Regions from separate parts of the Ovis aries genome. Here region 2 is linked to region 1. Evidence: chromatin contacts called from public Hi-C data. All regions are on one chromosome and are shown on one strand. The core of a region is the stretch at or near the end of the contact, and the rest is flanking DNA. Distances in the headings are between cores, read along the strand shown. Region 1 has its middle 25 kb from the start of SEPTIN9. Region 2 holds the start of SEC14L1 (SEC14 like lipid binding 1).

Evidence for each region. Hi-C and Micro-C count contacts between places; a contact is called where the count stands out from the background.
Region 2: a contact with region 1 is called in a Hi-C map of hypothalamus, with 5 times the contacts expected there. The contact joins the promoter of SEC14L1 here to the enhancer-like site in region 1. A contact is called at or near these places in 13 of 16 Hi-C or Micro-C datasets (blood, hypothalamus, liver and 6 more).

Annotation. Positions count from the first base shown.
Region 1 is chr11:54,039,044-54,045,189 of ARS-UI_Ramb_v3.0, reverse strand. No RefSeq gene overlaps it. Among named protein-coding and RNA genes, the nearest start is that of SEPTIN9, 25 kb to the right of the region's middle. Within about 2 kb of position 2,264, at least 12 of the 54 cell types and tissues checked have an H3K27ac peak or open chromatin away from gene starts, as enhancers often do. A contact at or near this core is called in hypothalamus, where this site is marked.
Region 2 is chr11:54,091,577-54,097,722 of ARS-UI_Ramb_v3.0, reverse strand. SEC14L1 (SEC14 like lipid binding 1) reads left to right here and starts at 2,820. Exons shown (of 16, transcript XM_060394978.1): 1 at 2,820-2,904; 2 at 5,248-6,146.

The DNA.
Region 1 (6,146 bases), core at 1,015-3,514:
AGAATGAAACACCTTGGGGGACTTCCCTGGTGGTCTGTTGACTGAGACTCTGTGCTCCCAACACAAGGGGCCCGGGTTCCATTCTTGGTCAGGGAATTAGATCCCACGTGCTGCAACTAAGTCCCTATGCCGCACCTAATAACAGTCCTGCATGTCACCTAATAACAACGGTCCTGCATGTCACAACTAAGACCTGGTGCAGCCAAATAAATAGAATGGAGCACTTTAGATTGCAATCAACTTCCAACCCCCTGACTGTTAAAATCCATGAATTCATAATTCTAAGTAATTTTCATATAGAACTGATCCCCTTTGGAGGACAATAAGGAACCAATTTTGAAAGCTCGTAAGTAAACAAGGTGACTTTATCCTGCCTTTCCTAAATGGACAGAAGCTGGAGAGCAGTACCCATGAAAGTAAGCAAGCTAATTAATTAAAGGAATAACTGCCATTTTGCATGAGTGAACAGATATAAGCGTTCAGCATCTTCAGTTACTCAGTTCCGTTCAGTCACTCAGTCATGTCTGACTGCGACCTCATGAACTGCAGCACGCCAGGCCTCCCTGTCCATCACCAGCTCCTGAAGTTTACTCAAACTCGTCCACTGAGTCAGCAATGCCATCCAACTGTCTCATCCTCTGTCATCCCCTTCTGCCTTCAATCTTTCCCAGCATCAGGGTCTTTTCCAATGAGTCAGTTCTTCACATCAGGTGGCCAAAGTATTGGAGTTTCAGCTTCAGCATCAGTCCTTCCAATGAATATTCAGGACTGATTTCTTTTAGGATGGACTGGTTGGATCTCCCTGCAGTCCAAGGGACACTCAAGAGTCTTCTCCAATACCACAGTTCAAAAGCATCAGTTCTTCGGTGCTCAGCTGCTAAGGTCACAGAAGGACAACTGCATATTCTGGTCATCTGGAGAACTGCAGCCCTGTGAGTTCTTAAGCCCAAGCCAGGCTCTGGGTCTGGCTGCTGATTTGTAGGAAGTATAGAAGATGGGCAACAGCTGAACTGCACTACGGGAAACGAGGTTCGGGTTCTTCAACAAATAAATTGTGCGGGGAAGAAAGGAATGGAAGTGGGGGAGTCCCATAAATTAAAGAGATTTTCACTTAACAAGCAAGACCAAACAGTATTACCTAGAGATGCACATAGCCAAGTGATGGTTCCTTCTGGGGATGCAGCCCAGGTTATGGGCGGCGTGGGGCGGTCTTTCCACCGAGTTGCGGATTCGACTATGCTCTTCCATGTCTCTGTTTTATAGTAAGGTTTATTGTTGTTTTTTAGTTAGGGCTTTAGGTGGGTTGTTTTCACTACAAGGAAAGTAATGCTGGTTCTTTCACTGGGAATCTCCTCCTTTTACCTGGACTTCCCTGGTGGCTCACTCAGTAAAGTATCTGCTTGTAATGCAGGAGACCCCGGTTGGGTGCCTGGATTGGGAAGTTCCGCTGGAGAAGGAAATGGCAACCTACTCCAGCATTCTTGCCTGGGAAATCCCATGGACAAAGGAGCCTAGTGGGCTGCAGTCCATGGGGCTGCAGAGTTGGCCACAGCCGAGCAACTTAACACTTCTGCTTTCCTTTTACCCAGATCACAAGGTGGGGGCTGCTGGCACCCACGGCCCAAGTTTCGAGCCCGGGGACATACCCTGCGTTTGTTGTGTCTGTGCCCAGGACAGCAAAACAGTGCCAGCCAGCTGGCAGCAAGTGACAGCCGGGCTCCTGGGGTCTTCCAGGAGAAAATCGGAGGCTGGTCCCTTTAAAATTCTACCCCTGCTGAGTGCTGCCTATGACCTGCCCTTTCTCTTCCTTCAAATAGAAGCAACCACTTTCCCACTCCGACCTTGCCTTTGGGTTTAAGAGTGCGGTCGGTCACCAGGGCCTGTTTTGACAGCGACAGAGAGCCAGTTATGAGCCCTGGGGTATCCAAATTACTGAGCCTCTGTGCACCAGCCCCAAACGCCCTGTGTCAAAGTGAGACACAAGGGCAGGGGAGTCTCTGGGCTCTTTCTGGGAACCTAAGAGAGGCGAGTGCCTAGCTCCAGAAAGTAGGACCCTCCCAGCTGCTCCTGTAGAAGCATCCAGATTCCCACGGAATTGTCGGGCTGCCGAGTCGTGCTCCTTCCGTTTTGCCAGGCTGGTCTGCACCCCTGCTCAGAGTCCCTGCGTTACAGTCAGAGAGCAAAACCCATCCTCAGCCCCCAGCTGGGGCCCCCTTCCGGCCGATGAAGGTTAGTCACAGCTCCATCCAGGGAATTGCGTCCATGGGCGCCACCTTGTGGCCACGAGGAAGATGTGCATGCCCGTCATCGAGTTGGGCAGTGAGCGTCTCTGCTTTCATCTCTGCCCCTGGAGTCCCAGCCATGGGAGAAAACTCTTCAGCTCCCACGTCTGCTAAAATCTTGCCTGGAAGAGGTGTGATGGGTAATTCTATGGGTCGATTTGGCTGAGCCGTGGGGCCAAGCTATTTGGTCACCATACAGTTCTGAGTGTGTCTGTGAGGGTGGTTTTTTTTTTTTTAGATGAAATTAACATTTACTGGGTAGACTGAGAAAAGCAGATGGGCCCCATCCAATCAGCTCAAGGCCTGAATAGAACAAAAAGGTTGACCCTCCCATAAGTTAGAGAGGATTCCTCCTCCCCAGTGGCCTTGATCTGAGACACTGGCTTTTTCTCTTTTGGAGTGGGCACCAGCTCTTCCTGAGTCTGCCATCTGCCTGCCTTTAGGAGTCAGGCCGTCAGCTCTCCTGGGTCTCCAGCTCACCCACTGCAGGTCCCAGGACTCGTCAGCCTCCATTATCACATGAGCCAGTTCCTTATGCCAAGCCTCTTTCTGTACAAATACATCCTATTATGTATATACATCCTGTGGAAACTTGATAGATTGCAGAAAGTTTGCTCCAGTCCTGGCATTGCAAAGCCTTTGACATTTACCACTTACAACAACAAAAAGCCTGATTAATCTGGAATCATCTCTCCTCAGCTGGGGTGGGGGGTGGGTGTGTGTTTTGATTTGGGTTTTCCCCTCTATAGGTTTATCCTTCTTTATTTTACGTAGAATGAAATTCCAGGCTGTCAGAGCTGGGCAAAGAGCTTAGACTGATCTGAAAGTGAAAGCTGCTCAGTCGTGTCCAACTCTTTGCGACCCCATGGCCTATACAGTCCATGGAGTTCTCCAGGCCAGAATACTGCAGTGGGTAGCCATTCCCTTCTCCAGGGGATCTTCCCAACCCAGGGATCGAACCCAGGTCTCCCACATTGCAGGTGGATTCTTTACCAGCTGAGCCACAAGCTCTTACAGCTTAAGAAGGTGCAGCCCAGAGAAGGGAGGGGGTGCTCCCTGAACAGCGGCCCTGAGTCTAGCCAGGAGCTCCCACAGCCCTGGGTCTCACCTGCTTGCTGTCACTGATGATAAAATGCTGTCGCTGACGATAAAATGGGAGGAAGCAGGTTATCTCCTCAGGTCGCTGTCAAGATACAGCCAGCAAGTGGTTATCAGAGCCGGTCTGCTAATGCAGGGGTGCAGGACAGCTGGGACACTCCAAGGACTTGGGGACCCAGCCGGGGCCCAGGTCTGAGGAGACACCAGTACCTGCCGGGGAGGGTCCTCCGGGATGGGGACAAGCTGCCAAAGGCGAGATCTGAAGGCAGGGCACACGAAACAAGAAAGCTTTGCAGCACCGTCTCCTCCCATTTCAGGGAGGAAACGAGAGCCACAGGGGTGGTTAGATGTCGCTGACTGTCCCCCTGCTCGGCCGACCATGGAAATGGAGACAGACAGCCTGCTGTGGAGGGAGGTGGCTGCTGGGGACAGCTGCTTCTGGGCCTTCCAGCACCTTCTCTCTGTCTACCCCCACCCGTCACTCTCTGTGCAGGGCTGAGCACAAGGCCCGGGGTGGGGGCACAGCTCCTGCACTCACAGTCGGTGTGTGTGTCCTTGGCCCACGGCTCTGTCCCCGCCGGGGCCAAGGACAGCACCTGCCTCAGGGCAGACACCCCAAGATGTCTATGGAGTGGAATGGAGTTCTCCTCGCTTCTGGCCTCACGTGTGTGCTAAGCCATCACAGTCCTGTCCGATCCTGCGACCCCATGGAGGCCTGGCAGGCTCCTCAGTCCACGGGGATTCTCCAGGCGAGAATTGCTGGAGTGGGTGGCCATGCCCTCCTCCAGGGGATCTCCCCCACCCAGGGACTGAACCTGCATCTCTTACGTTTTCTGCATTGCCGGGCGGGTTCTTTACCACCAGTGCCACCTGGGAAGCCCCAGGTGGAGGCTGTCTTTCTCCATCAGACAACGTGAGTGAAGATGTTTCACGGCTGGAGGCATAAAAGTGCATGAGAGGCAGTCTGGACTCACTATACCCTCAGCACTGAGACAGTCAGCCCCCCGTGGCCACAGGTTTCATGTCCACAGATTCAACTGACCGTGGCTGGTTCGAGCCGCAGGTGGGCGAATCTGAGGACTTGAAACCCGCGGCTGTGGAGCCCAGGTGTCCCCTGGATGCACTGGATCAGGGCTCCACAGGGGCTCCTGGAGCCGCTTCCCCACTCCGGAAATCGAGGGACACTGTGCTCATGTTTCCTTCTGATTTTAGGAGAAATTAAAATATGTTCTTGGCCCCCAGAAGAATCCTGAGCCAGCCTCCAGGGCCTGGTGGGGAAGGTGACCCTGGCCCAGCTATGGGGTGGCCCTGAGGGCAAGGTGAGGCACCTGCTCACTTTCCTGAAATCCTGGGTCAGGAGCCGCCCACTGACAGGTATACCTTGAGCCCTGCCCGGCAGCTCTGTCCCTGCCAGTGCTTCTGGGAGAGGATGTCGCCACCCTGGCACCCCCTCAGGCACTGGCGTGTGTAGGCATGCTTATGTGTACATGTGTGTGAGTGCTGGGTCTGTGTTGACACTGCGGAGGTGTCTGGGGGATCCATGCAGTATAGACGGTGTGGGAGAAGCCTGGAGGAGGGGCAGGGTCCCTGGTGGCCAGTGGGCAGGGGTAGGGGTGATGCTTAGCTCTCTGGGACCTGGTCACCTGGTTTCAGAACCACTCTCTGCTGACCCACGGATAGACGAACAAGTGGGAGATCCTTTGTGTTCAGAAGCCAAGTAGAGAAAGTCTGAGTTCCGCTCAGCAAACCGAATGAGGACGGGCATCAGGTGTGGCCGGGCACCTCCCTCACCTGTGCCTGGATTCTGCCGCCGCAGGACTTGGCTGCTGGGGACAGGGACCCGGTACCAAGGAGACAAGCTGCCCCTGGACAAACTCAAAGGGTGATGGCCCGCGTCCAGGATGGACTGCATCCCTGAGTCACCATGGGAAGTGGCCTCTGCCTGCCTCTCACTGGACTACAGTGAGAGTAAGTCCCCACTGCACGTGACGTCAGGGTTTATCCGTCACTACTGCAGAAAGGGGCTTGTCCTGACAGATACAGGGAGGAGGTCAGAGGCGGGGGCGGGGGCATCAGCTAGGTCCCCAAAGGCCTTATGGGTCCTTCGAGGCCACCAGCTTTTTGGTTTAAGCTCTGAATGAGATGGGGCAACTGTTAGTCTTTATGAGGTCAACTCTATTTTCTTTTCCTTAACAGTTTCTGGGTTTTACATCTTGCTTAGAAAGGATTTCCCCATGCTAAGTTTTCCTATATTGTTGGGGCATTCCCTGGTGGCCTAGTGATTAGGATTTCAAGTTTTCACTGGAGTGGCCCTGGTTGGGGAACTGAGATCCTGCAAGCCACACACAACACAACAAAAACAACAAAAATTTTGCTACATTCTTGTTGCTTTCATGGCTTTATTTTTTTTTAATATTTTAATCTCTGATGCATCAGATGTTGGTTTTTTTAAATTAAATTATTTTTGTTTATCTTGATGCTGAAGTTGAAGCTCCAATAAACTGGCCACTTGACACGAAGAGCCAACTCACCGGAAAAGACCCTGATGCTGGGAGAGGTTGAGGGCAGGAGGAGAAGGGGTGCGACGGAGGATGAGATGGTTGGATGGCATCACTGACTCGATGGACATGAGCCTGAGCAAGCTCCGGGAGACAGTGAGGGACTGGGAAGCCTGGCGTGCTGCAGTCAGTCCATGGGGTCGCAAACAGCTGGACACAACTGAGCAACTGAACAGCAATTTTTGTTTGCGCTGGGTCTTCGTTGCTG
Region 2 (6,146 bases), core at 1,571-4,070, 52 kb before region 1:
TCAGACTCAGGCTCCTAGTGGGGACTCAGCTGAGTTACCCAAGGGAACCAGAGTGTCTCGTTGTAGATGCCAGAGCTTGGCCATCCTCTGTCTCCATTCCAAAGGCATCTGATAAATGGCCTATACAAAGTACCCATCAGGGCTTCCATCCAACAAGTAAGAGGGACACAGATGCTCCTCAAGCTAGGGACTCAGTCAAGGTGTTTCAGAGACTCTCATAATATGACCTTAAAGAATCTGTCTGAGGAAGAGAGCTGGTGTGCACCGGAAGATAGGAGCAGCAGGATGGTCTTTGGTGGGGCCCTGCTGCTGCGCCAGGCCTGTCCTTTGCTCTGCTTGTCACACACACATGCACACACAGACACACTACTGCACACACACACATACACACACACACACTACTGCACGCACACACCCTACTTCCAAGGAAGCATCTTTCAAGGAAGGATGTTTGGTCTTCATCCTCTCCTCCTGCTCACCTCGGGTAGAGGACACATCATCATGATGGGAAAGCAGCAAGACAGAAGGAACCTATGTCCCTGATGACAAGACCAGAGGCCACCTGCAGCCACATTCAGGTGGTCTTGAGGGAGTCGGCAGTTGACAGTGATCAGGGAGGTGTCATTCCCACCCTGGACTTTCCTGGACTTGATTCATGCGCAAGGGACACAGACTTATCTTGTCAAGGCACTTTTACTTTGGCTTTTGGTCACTGGCAGCCAAACCTGATCCCGATATACTTTTCCTCTGCTCACCTTTACGCCTCACCCAGCATCTGACACATAATAAGAACTCTGTGCACGTGTGTTAAAAGGACTGGATCTTTTTGCTTAACTCTGCAGTGTGGTGTTCAGTGTTGTTTCTTATAGATTTTGGATATCTGCCCAATGGAACTGATTTTAAAACAATCAAACACACCATACCTTATGCATCTAGAGGAGTGCTGCTCCCTTCCCGAGTCTATTCACCTTGGGAATCTGTTCATGTATCTTGATGATACTGCTTAAAGACACAGTTCATGTATCTTTTTTCTTTTTTTAAACCACGTTCTGTCACTGTACGTGCACCAGGTTTCACTGGAGACTTATCCCTGGTTTCGCTGTTGGGATTGTGTGACCCAGAACTGGACACTGAGCTCTCTGGATCAAAAGACTGGTTCAAGGGTGGGCATGTGATCTAGGTCAGGCTTGTGGGATCTAGCCCGACCAGGGATTGAACCTGTGTCCCTCGCTTTAGCAGGTGGATTCTTAACCACTGGGCCACCGGGGAAGTCCACGTGAAGATTTCTACAATTTGGATTTTTCAAGAAAGTAATTTTATGTGTAAAAAAAATTTCACTGAAGTATAAATATACATACAAAGCACACAAACTGTAAGTGTATGACTTAATAAATTCCTCAGTCTCTTTTGATCTATAGTGTGGCCTTTATCCTATTTTTTTCCATTGTACTTTGATAAACAATATATTTGTCATGCAGCATTTCCCATGATGAATGCTTGGCTGATAATTTCCCCCTTGGTGTCATTTAACATGTTGCTCTGTTCTCTATTTCCTGTAAATTTCTGGTTGCATCTAGAGCCTTATCAGATGAGGTCAATTCTGGGGTGAGACCATTTCATAAGTGCTATTGTTTACTGGGCTGTCTCTTTTCCCAGCATCTTTTGAAGGTGGATGTGATTTTTACAAACAGGCAAAAGCCAGTTCCTAGATGAGTCTAGTAAGCAGGGTAGGTGATCATGTTGGAGAATGATGGTTTGAGTTGAAAAACAAGGTGTGATCAAGTAATGAATGATTTTCTTGTGTGACTGGTAAACTGGCCCTGAAGGGAATTCTAAAACAGTTCCAAATATGTGCTCTGCCCTGGCAGCGTCAAATGCACAGCCACCCAGGGTGACTAATGGGAACGGAACAACAGTGACATTGATGGAGAAACTGTATGTTGGCTATAAAACCAGCCTTGTTGTGTGGGTGGACGTGCGTGCGGTCCCTCTCTAGTGATTAGCTCTTCTTAAGAATCCCCAAAGGTCTCAATGTGTATCACACTTGTGCTTCGAAGTTGGAGCTCTCGCTGAAACGCCAGATCCGCTTGGCTTAGTTCCATTGCACAGCCTGGACGTGTTGACAAGATGCTGCTGGGTCCCACCCAGCCCCTCCCCAGCCCTGGCATTTGCCTCATCTGCATTACTCGGCGAGAATGTGGTCAGGGCACTGCAGAAGTCAACACAAAACGAGGAAGCTCGGAGAGCCTCCTGAGCCGATCAGACCGAGGGCAGGGCCTCCGGGCAGGGGGCCTAGCCAGGGCCGTGGGCGCCAGCAAAGCCGGAAGGCCCCAGCTGTTCTGAAGCCTCTTAGACTTTCCAGTTTCAAGTCAGCGGAACTCCCCCGGGTCTCGGCTCACCACCGGTTTGGTTTTTTTTGGTTTCGGCCACTTCCGAGGGGCTACTTGTGGGCCCCGCCCCTTACCCAAGACACGCCCCCTGACGCAACCCTGGGCGGGGCCAGGCGCCTTTGGCCCTCGGCGCTTCTGGGCGAACTCCGGCTCCGAGCGCCGCCCACGTCCGCCCGACCCGGAGTCGGCGCCTGCGCAGTTCGGCTGGGTCCCCGTTGTCAGCCCTCCCCACCTCCCTAGCAACCGTCCTCGCGCCCGCCTCCGCCCCTAGGCCGCCTTCGCGCACGCGCTCCCCTTCCGGCCTCCGGCCCCGCCCTCCCCGTCACCCGTAACAACCACTCGAGCCTCGCCGGGCCCCTCCCGCTCCCGCCCCCGCCGACCCCCCCGGCCCACTCGCCGGAACCGGCGGCGGAGCTGCGGCCGGCCGGCAGTGGAACGGCGACGGCGCCACGGAGCCGCCGGCATGAGCGCCCTCGGCCGCCCCGCCTCCCCGGCCCGGCTTTTCTGACGAGAGGTAGGCGCGCGTCTCCGCGGCGGGCTCCGAGCGCACCCCCCGTCCCGGCCCCTGCGGGCGGCCTCCCGGCCTAGCCCACCCTTCCCCGGCCCCTCGGCCCCGCTCGGCTTGCCTCAGCTCCGCCGCACGGATCGGGAGCGGGCCTTCCTTTCGCCCCGTCTCGTGAGGCTCCTACAGTCGCCCCCTCCCCGCCCCCATCACCCCCTATCTTCCCGCCCGGGAGACCCCCCCCTTTTTCCTGGGGGAAGCGGAGTTTGGGTTCCCAGCCTGCCCCCCATGGTGCATCTCCCCGGGTCTCCCTGGGACTGGGGGCCCGAGAAACCGCCGCGCCGGGACCCTCCCCACCCCCGCCCTCCGCCAGATGGAGCCGAGGGCCCGGCCGCCCCTCCAGCCTGTTTGGGGTGGACTCGTTGAGTCCGGCCATTGGCTAATTTTAAAGCACCGATTGTCATGCAATAGAGGGCTGCCCTGGTCCTCGGTGCCGCTTGGCCGTTGTAACTCCGGATTCCCACGTAGGACGTTGGTTTGGACCAGAGCATCCGAAGCTGGGAACTGGCAGGAGTTCAGAAGCTTGGGAATTACCAGGTTCTTGAGCGTAGTCGCTTCGGGTTCTGCCAGGCAGTGGAATCCCGAATGGGTGTTACGGGAGTCTTAACCGCGCATTCCTCTTTTTTTTTTTTTTTTAACTTCTCTCCCCATCTCTACAACCCCTTTACATACCCAGTAAGTATCCTCTCTTTCTGTGGAAGATACCCTAAAATTAAATTTTCCTAGTTAAAAATTTAAAAGATTATCGAATTCCTGCTGTGCACCAGCATTATCAGGTTGGCAAAACTAAACAGAACTCAATCCCGGCGCACCAGGACCTGCCAGTCCCAGAATCAAGATTAATGACGGCATTCCAGTTGATTGTGGTGGATTCAGGAGTTTTGGCTCTGAGTCTCCTGATTTTAAGATTTCCCCGGTGGCTCAGACGGTAAAGCATGTGCCCACAATGAGGGAGACCCGGGTTCGAAACCTGGGTCAGGAAGATCCTCTGGAGAAGGAAATGGCAACCCACTCCAGTACTCTTGCCTGGAGAATCCCATGGATGGAGGAGCGTGGTAGGCTACAGTCCATGGGGTCGCAAAGAGTCGGACACGACCGAGCCACTTCACTTCACTCCTGTTTTTAGAGTTGGAAGTCTTACAGTGTTATCTCACTCTGAACCTCACTTCACAGAGGTGGATCTGAGTCCCGGGAAAGTCAAATGACTTGCTTGAGGTCGCCCCGAGTTACTCTTTAGCAGTTTTTCTTTAGCTGCCAGATGTAGCTGTTTGCTGCCAGAACCTGGTCTTTCTGAGAGGTATGTGAATCATACTAAATGTAATTAATATGGGTAGGAATCATGAAATAAAATATACCTTTGTAATTTTTTCTTTTATTACAGCTAGACTTTGGGCTCCTTGAGGATATTCCGTTTTGTACTTTTGAATATCCTCTCATTGTACTTAGCATAAAATAACTTTCTTAATGATTATCCTCAGCAGGACAGGTAGGCTCTTTGGATTTATTTTTCTTTCTCCCTTTTAAATAGGGAAGTGAAGTCCCATAGAGGGCTCCAAATAAAAGTGTGTTTTTCAGAAAAATCCAGTTTAGGCTGAAGCCAGCCTTTGAATGTGCCCCTGGAGAAGGATTCTTGAAGGGTGAAGTAGGCTTGAACACTTAGTTGATTGCGTCCTGATATTACAGCTATTTGAGGCTGAAAAAGTCAGTGGAACCTCTAGCCAGAGGGCTTGGAGTGTCTGCCATTTGAAGACTGATCCCTGAAGTTGTAGCCTGTGCAGTTAGAAAATGGAGATTGACAAGTTTCCTTTGAAAATAGCTTTTGAGGAGTAGCCCATAAATTAAGACACAGTAATATCTTTTTTTTTTTCCACTTGTATTTTTGTGTGTCCTGGGCTTAATATCTTGAAGTGCCACCATTTTTATTTGGCTTCTTATGGAAGTTGAAGAGAAAATGATTCAAGAACTAATTGTACGGGTTATTAGAATAATTGAATCTCGGCATTTCACTTGCTGGAAAGGACCCAGGGCAGCCCCAGGAGAGGCGGTGAGGCTGGTAAGGTAATTGAGTCCTCCAGCCCTCAGACCAGTGCTCCTTCCCTCGCTCCACTTGGACTTTCTTCACCTTTTCTTCCTGTCTTCCTGCCTTCCCTTGCCCTTGTATAATTAAGCATCATCTTTTGACTTTTGTGTGCATAGAACTGTGATCTATTGAGGTTCCTTAGACTGTAGTATGTTGTGTAAATGCAAATTTTTTCCATATCATGGTTATTTATCACAAATATTTGTGTTTTGCAGGTGTGAAAGGATTGCTGTTTTATCGCAGTCATGGTGCAAAAATACCAGTCACCAGTGAGGGTGTATAAACACCCCTTTGAACTAATTATGGCTGTAAGTACTTTGCAGTTTACTCTCTTGCATCTTATCTTCTTAGGTGTCCAAATTTGATTATCTGTTGCTCCACTTTTACATACTCTGTTTTTATGCTTATGAACTTTTGCAAGTTTGTGAAGTTGTTTTTAAACTATAAGTCTCTGAAAATCAAAATCTGCATTAAAAAAAAAAATTTATCTCAGGGTTGTGTGTGAATTTAAGTCAATTCTCCTTTTGAAAATACAGAAGTGGGATTGTGACTAAATAATTCTTCCTCTGGATTTTGCTCCTTTTTTGTTTAAGTAGAAAAGGGATGTGAAGAGTGTTTTTTTTTCTTCTGCTGCTCGTTTAGATTGAGGGTGAATTCACTATATGAAGCTGAGCACTGAAGGATGGAGCTTAATTTACAGGATTCTAAGGACTGTGCTGAAATGAGCTTCCTCCACTAATATTAAATTCTTGAGTCATATTAGAATTCCACAAATGGGGTAATTAAAAGTCTTAATTTTCTTTGTTATTTACCTAAAGAGATTGGCTCGAAATAATAATTTCATTAGAGGCCAAAAAAAAAAAAAACCCAGACAAACTTTTTCCAGTCTCTTTTAGATTACTGTAAGGCATCCTTCCCCGAGGCTTCAGCTCATGTGCTTTTTCAGCTGGTCAGAACTCTGGCTCTGGCCCCAGTTTAACTTTGTGACATTTCTTGCTGCCTTCTTTCAGTTTCTAAGTGAACAATTCTTTTCGCTAAGCGTCGGACACGACTTAGCAACTGAACAACAACAAGTCCTTTTTCTTCCCTGTCTCTTTTGTGTTACCGTTACGAT